Linked DNA regions of Mus musculus: region 2 is linked to region 1. A link is a contact called in public HiChIP or PLAC-seq data. All regions are on one chromosome and are shown on one strand. Each heading gives the region's core, a stretch centred on a gene start, on an enhancer-like site or on the middle of the called end of the contact. The rest is flanking DNA. Distances are from core to core; before and after follow the strand shown. Region 1 has its middle 36 kb from the start of Gm31658. Region 2 holds the start of Oxsm (3-oxoacyl-ACP synthase, mitochondrial).

Region 1 (3,210 bases), core at 447-2,946:
CAGCCTGCTCTCAAGAGCATTATCCTTAGGCCGCAGACACCCCAGTAGCTGGAACTATGATATGTATCATCAAACCTAGCATTTTAAGCTTAATTTTGAATTAGGGAATTTCTTGGTAATACTTTAAATTGAGAGTGGCTTGCTATTGCTATATTTGAAGTTTGCAAATGAAGTGAGAATGTGTTGATACTTTATATTAAACAATTTCAGATTTGCATAATTAAAATCTCCATGATTCTAATTTGCAAAAGCTATGAGTAGCTATGCATCTTACTGGACTGGATGAGTATTAAATGTGCCAATGTTGACTAGTCATTTAGCTTGGGGCCTGACGTGATTACTGATAATGATCTCTAGCAGATCTCAGAGTGGGCACTAGGCAGAGGAAAAGTGATTATTTCTTTCTCCCATGACATCCTACCATAATTTACCAGTACTTCACTGTCTTTCTTGTTTAGTGCAGAGTTGGTATGAGTGGGGACAGAAGAGAAGACCTTGCTAACTCCTTTCACCATAGACCCATGTCAGGAGGTGTCCCAGAAAAATAGGATAAATTTGAAAATTTAACCGGACTCTCTTCTTGTTCTACTCCTGATTACCTAGGATGTTCTGATCTTTATTTTATTTTATTTTTTCAAGAAAGGGTTTCTCTGTGTAGCCATGGCTGTCCTGAAACTCACTGTAGACCAGGCTGGCCTCGAACTCAGAAATTCACCTGCCTCTGCTTCCCAAGTGCGGGGATTAAAGGCGTGCACCACCACACCTGGCACTTGTTCTTATCTTTAAAACAACAACAACAAAGCCTGTGAGAAGAATGTAAGGAGCTGGTAAAGTCCTCAGGGCTCCTGGTTTCATCTCATGATTCCTATAACTCACGAATGTCAGTTTCAATAAGGTAGATTCTAACATTAACCTATTTACTGAGGATAAAAGTCAGCAGAGATTTGATACGGAACCAAAAATGAGTCTTATTTACCTTTCTAGAACAAATTTGTATTTTCTCTGTGTATTGATTAATCTGTTGCCGCCTCCCAATCTACATGTGTATCAGTTGTTTTTCTTATTTCTATAACCAAATGCCTGACAAAAACCATTGTCAGAGAGGAAGAATTAACTTTGGATCATGGTTGGAAGGTTAGTTATGTTTCTTACAGTTGTGACAATTTGCTCAATAGGAGCAACTTAGGCTGTGTCATTCTGTCATCCTGGAAGCAGCTATACAGACAAGACTAAAGACACTTCAATTCTGTTTGAGTTTACAGCAAAAATTAACCAAGAGATGAGTATATAGTCCACTGTAAGTGAGAAGGCACTCTAGTAGGGCTAGGTCTCCTCACCTGTATCTCTATAGAACCAGAAGCAGAAAATAACCTTCAGTGTCTCTAGTTTTACTGTTTCATTCTGGTCTCATGAGCTCCTACCAGAATAATGCATGCAGCTATGCTTAATGTTCTTTGGTCCTATGATCTACATAATCATACACTCACATTCCCAATCCAACTTTCACAACCCAACTTCTTGTTATCAAACTTCTGTGTTAGTTACTTTTAACATTTCTGCAAACAAATGCCAGGCAAGAAGCAATTTAATGGAGAAAAGCTGGCATTTGATTATAGCTTGAGGGTGTAGTCTATGAAAGCAGAAAGGGATGGTATAGTGTTTGGCTATTTTTTTCTCACCTTGTCACATCTCAACAAAACAGGATGTAGAGATGAGACAGGAAACATGCTTATGCTATAAACATAAAAGCTTATACTATTTGAAATATACTTCCTTTATCTAGACGCCAGACAACAAATTTCCAGAACCTTCCCAAACAATGCCCCCAGCAGTGGGAAAAATGTTTCCTACCTATATAATAAAATTAAGACAGTGAAAATTAAAAATTAATATAAGCCAACAATTCTTAGAAACTATGAACATTAACAATTGCTTCTTCCATAACTTATCTTTGGGAGGTTGACATTGTATACATCATTTTGAAAGCAGATACTCACTTATTTATTTATTTAAAGAGCGGTTTTGTGTTTCTTAATCACTATCTAGATAGAAATACACGTTACCTGGGACTACAGCCACACTCTAATGCATTTTCTCATCTGTCAACCACTTCAAGCTAGGATGCTGCTCTCATCATGCTGTGTTAACAGTGCCACAAGAGGAGTGAGTCTGAGCTGCTCACCTCATGTGTGGACCGGAAACACTAAGTTATGATTCAAGAATACTTCTACATGTCCCATGGGTACAGCCTGATCACAGAACTGTGCAACCTTAGTCAGGTCTGTGTAAACATTAAGTCACAATGAATTGGCCGGCTTACAAAGAGATGCTGGAAGATACTGTGCTGCAGCTAGAGCCATGTGAACAGTGTGCTGCTTACCTCTTTCCCATGCTGACCACTTCTAAGTGTGGTTTCTTCAGAATGAGAGCTGAGAGTTTGTCCACAGGGAAATGGCCCCAAGGTCTTTCATCTCACTCTCAAACTTTGTGCTTCAGAAACCACATCCAGAACAAAGAGCTTAGATCAAGAGAAGGATGTATTTCTGAAGGATGGTTGGCTCTGTATCAACTTCTGAGGTTTTGATGAATTGAAACATCAATTTTGAAGACAACCTGAAACTTGGGCTCCAAACAGTGAAACATGAATCTGTGTAGTTTTTATCTGAGAACAGCTCTCAGTTGTAACTGTTAAAATCTCTGTGCAGGTCTTGACCTTTAAATCCAGAGATTAAACAATCTATGTGACTAGCAGACCTCACTGAGCATTAGTAAGAGTGACTTTCCCCACACCTCATTGTGTCTAGACATAGATTTTAAAAAGCATTTTCAGACAACTGAGTGTAATGGAAGACAATCTTGAAAACTAATTCTGGAAGTCACATTTCATTAATGCCTTTGGTGGCAGCAGACAGGAGTGGTAACAGAGTATGATTTCACTTACAAAACCAAGCAGAAAATGAAATTCACATTGTGTAGCATTTGTATTCCTGGACATGAGTATTCTAAGCCAGTTTCTAAAACCAAGGGCACCAACCCTGGGGAAACATTAAACTGCCACAAAAAAGAAAATAATTAGTATTGTTCCTTGTAGTAGGAGTGAAGAAAGATCCTTACATAGGAAGCATAGCCTCTCTAGAAGGTAGTTCTGAGCTGTTATCCTGAAGGCTGTTGTAATGCTGCATTCCCCTAAGCTCCTGGCTAACTCCCTGT
Region 2 (3,210 bases), core at 404-2,903, 970 kb after region 1:
TATATACTATACACCAAGACCAGGTAATGTTTTTTTAATTTGAAGTTCCAATAGTGCCTTAATATAGTATCTTAAGAGGAAAATATATTTTGAACAGAACAACCGTTCTTTACCTTAAAGCACCTTCTCCTTCGGGATCGGGGGCAGTTATGTGACCGGCATCACCCGAGAGTCCATAACCCAAAATTTCTGCGTAGATCCGAGCTCCTCTCTGAACAGCATGCTCATGTTCTTCCAGCACCAGCACAGCAGCTCCCTCACCCATGACAAAACCATCTCTCTCTGGATGAAACGGCCGGCAGGCTAGCTTAGGATCTGGGTTTGAGCTCAGAGCCCGGGCTCTGGAAAACCCAGCGAGAGATAATGGACTAATGCAAGAGTCTGTGCCCCCAGCCACCATCACATCTGCGTCACCATGGGCTATGAATCTAAAGGAGTCTCCCACAGCATGTGCACCTGTGGTGCAGGCTGTGGACACTGAGTGATTGGGGCCCTTGAGTTTGTAGCGAATGCTAACCTGGCCTGCAGCCATATTGATCAGAATCTTAGGGACAAAGAATGGGCTGACTTTATTATAACCTTTGGTCTGAAACAGCAAAGCAGTTTCAGAAATAACTTCAAGAGGAACCATGCCCATGCCAATGGCAACGCCAGTAGCCACCTGATCTGCTTCTCGTTTCGGATGCCAGCCGGAGTCTTTCAGGGCCAACTCTGCTGCCCCAACAGCCATGATGGTGGAAGAAGACATGGACTTGGCATCTGATTTGGACACAAAGTTTTCTTCATTAAACTGACCTTCATGTGGACCTCTTGGTACATAAGCAGCTACACTGCAAGGGATATTCTTGTACTCATCACCAACCACAGAAACAATTCCACTTTCTCCTCGGAGAAGCCGATCCCAAACTAGTTGAGTCCCAACGCCAAGTGGTGTCACTAGGCCAATGCCTGTGATGACAACTCGTCTGCGCAACATGGCTGCTGGCACAGTTCCATAAAATCTGTGTTTGCTTATTAACCAAGAATATGACGCTGGATATGGATGGGAGATTGTGGCTTTTAGAAAATGTTGCAAGCATTTTGACAACATGGTTGAAATTCAGAAGATCAGAAACACATTCCTGGAATAGACCACAAGAGACAGCAAGCATCATTTAAACGACAGTAGAATCTTACACACACCCTAGGTGTGACTGTGGTCACAGAGAAATGCAACCCTCGCTTGGACTTAACTTTTATTTGTAATCTATGAGGTCCTTCAGACTGTCAACTGATAGCTAGCTCACTGGGTTTTACAACGCCAACCCACCCTACAGGGGGCATCCTTCTTCAGGCTCACCGAAGATTACTGTACAGTGTGGACTGAGTCCATGTGGCATTTCTAAGATTAATGCACAGGAGGCCGCCTCAGGCCCATTCTGCCTTGTGCACTTTATCTACTTCCGTGTAGGGCAGATAACCTTTCAGGCGGTCCCGCCACAGCCCAGCACCGCCGTATTAGGAAGGCCGGGTGTAACTTCCCGAGCTCAGCGTTAGGAGCTCTCAGGGATTCACAGCCACGCGACGCCCTCCACCCCTACCCTGAAACCCGGGTGCACACTGCAGTCACTACCTGAAACAAGCCTTTGCGGGCGCCCACCGAGTGCGCATGCGCACTCATCCGCAGCGCAGCGTTTCCGCCCGGTGCCTGATGTCAGAGGTCAGACGCTCCGGCCAGAGCTTCCTCCGGGTTCCGGGTTGTGAGTGCCCCGCTCTAGCCTCAGAGCCTGTTTTGATCGCTTGGGAAACCTCACCTAGTCAACAGCGATAATGCCTAGATATTCCTGTGCTGCCAGAGAAGGGCGGCTGTCATTTCCCCAGGACATTCCGGGGAGGACCTATAGCTGTAGCCTCCCTGGTAGCTCTGTAGAAAATATTCATAGAACTCTTCAGAATGTCACCAAGAAACCGAGGTCGTTTGGGGAAACATCTAAATGCCACGTAGACAATAAAATAATACTATGGCTGAATACTTAGAAATGTGCAAAGACGTTGAGAATTTGTTAGGAGACGTTAGTTACAAAACTTTTAAAGGTTTGCAAAGAGATCAGATAATGGTACCGCTCAATTTCAGCACCTGGGCGGCAGAGGATCAGGAGCTCTGTCCTCAGCTGTGGAGAGAGTGCAAAGGGAGCCTGGGCTACCAACCTGAAGACTTTGTCTTTAAAATATAACAAAACCTAACGTCTGTAGTGATCTGCAGTGCTTATGGTGTCCCCTCTACCTCCATTTTTCCTTACCTTTATTTACTTTAGCAAATGATGTAAACAGCTACTTCTGTAACAATAAAAAGGGCTGACTCATGACAGGAAGTGACCAGAAGATTGCCCAATATCTGAAGTGGAAATTCCTGAGCTTACGAAAGTTTTACTTGCTCAGAGATAAATCTGTAATGGATAAGTAGGATAAGTAGCAACACAGCCAGGGGATGTCTATTAACTGTTCAAGTCTGTCCCACGTGTGAGCTTTGCTTTTTCTTCAGATAAAGGATAGACTATGCTATCTTGTAGTCATGATTATATATTTTCTTGTGGGCAATAACCTCTTCAGGCCATCGTTGCCACGTATGCTTGCTTTCCAAATGTAGAAAAGAATCTGAGGTAAGTTTAGCTATTTCCTCATTACTCCTGGATATGATTTATTGTCTACTCTGTCTAAAATGTTTAAGAAAATTCAACTTGTTCCTGATCCAGTAGCTCACCATTTGCTTAGTATGATCTCCCTGCAGTGAAAATTGTGCTGTTTCCTCCAGTACCTTTTGGCAATTTGTTTTACATACAAATTTCTGATCTCAAAAGGCATTGGGGTATGTGGACTGTGGAAGGTTAGCTGAAAGGGGAACTCTGTCTATGCAGCCATGGAGAAGTCATGTCATCATCCATGCTGCAGTGAAACTTTCTGGCCGTGCAGATGCCCTAGGCACTTACTCCTGTAAGGAACCCTTCACCCATGCTCTGAAGTAAGCTGAATAAACTTAGAGTGCCCTAAGTCGGACCTGGGGATTTTGCTTTGATTTATTGTTGTTGCTTTATAAAGAGGCTGGGTATTTGTTTACATCTTCCCAGGGAAAGAATTGTTCTCAAAACAATGCACCCACATAAAACGTGATATAACAAGACCATAATGTATATTTATATTTCTCTCTGTGATCATTTTACTTCCATCTGGAAA

The links. HiChIP or PLAC-seq counts read pairs in DNA pulled down with a chosen protein or histone mark.
Region 2: an H3K27ac HiChIP or PLAC-seq map of thymic regulatory T cells shows a contact between it and region 1, with 5 times the contacts expected there. The contact joins the promoter of Oxsm here to the enhancer-like site in region 1. A contact is called at or near these places in 3 of 39 promoter capture datasets (cranial neural crest, hippocampal neurons and pre-B cells) and 9 of 115 datasets of contacts at active chromatin or transcription factors (acute myeloid leukemia, astrocytes, double positive thymocytes and 6 more).

The regions. Positions count from the first base shown.
Region 1 is chr14:15,270,870-15,274,079 of GRCm38.p6, forward strand. No RefSeq gene overlaps it. Among named protein-coding and RNA genes, the nearest start is that of Gm31658, 36 kb to the right of the region's middle. Within about 2 kb of position 1,697, at least 12 of the 459 cell types and tissues checked have an H3K27ac peak or open chromatin away from gene starts, as enhancers often do. A contact at or near this core is called in memory CD8 T cells and thymic regulatory T cells, where this site is marked.
Region 2 is chr14:16,241,678-16,244,887 of GRCm38.p6, forward strand. It overlaps Oxsm (3-oxoacyl-ACP synthase, mitochondrial), which reads right to left and starts at 1,654. Exons shown (of 3, transcript NM_001359883.1): 1 at 1,613-1,654; 2 at 114-1,121. The coding sequence starts at 1,090.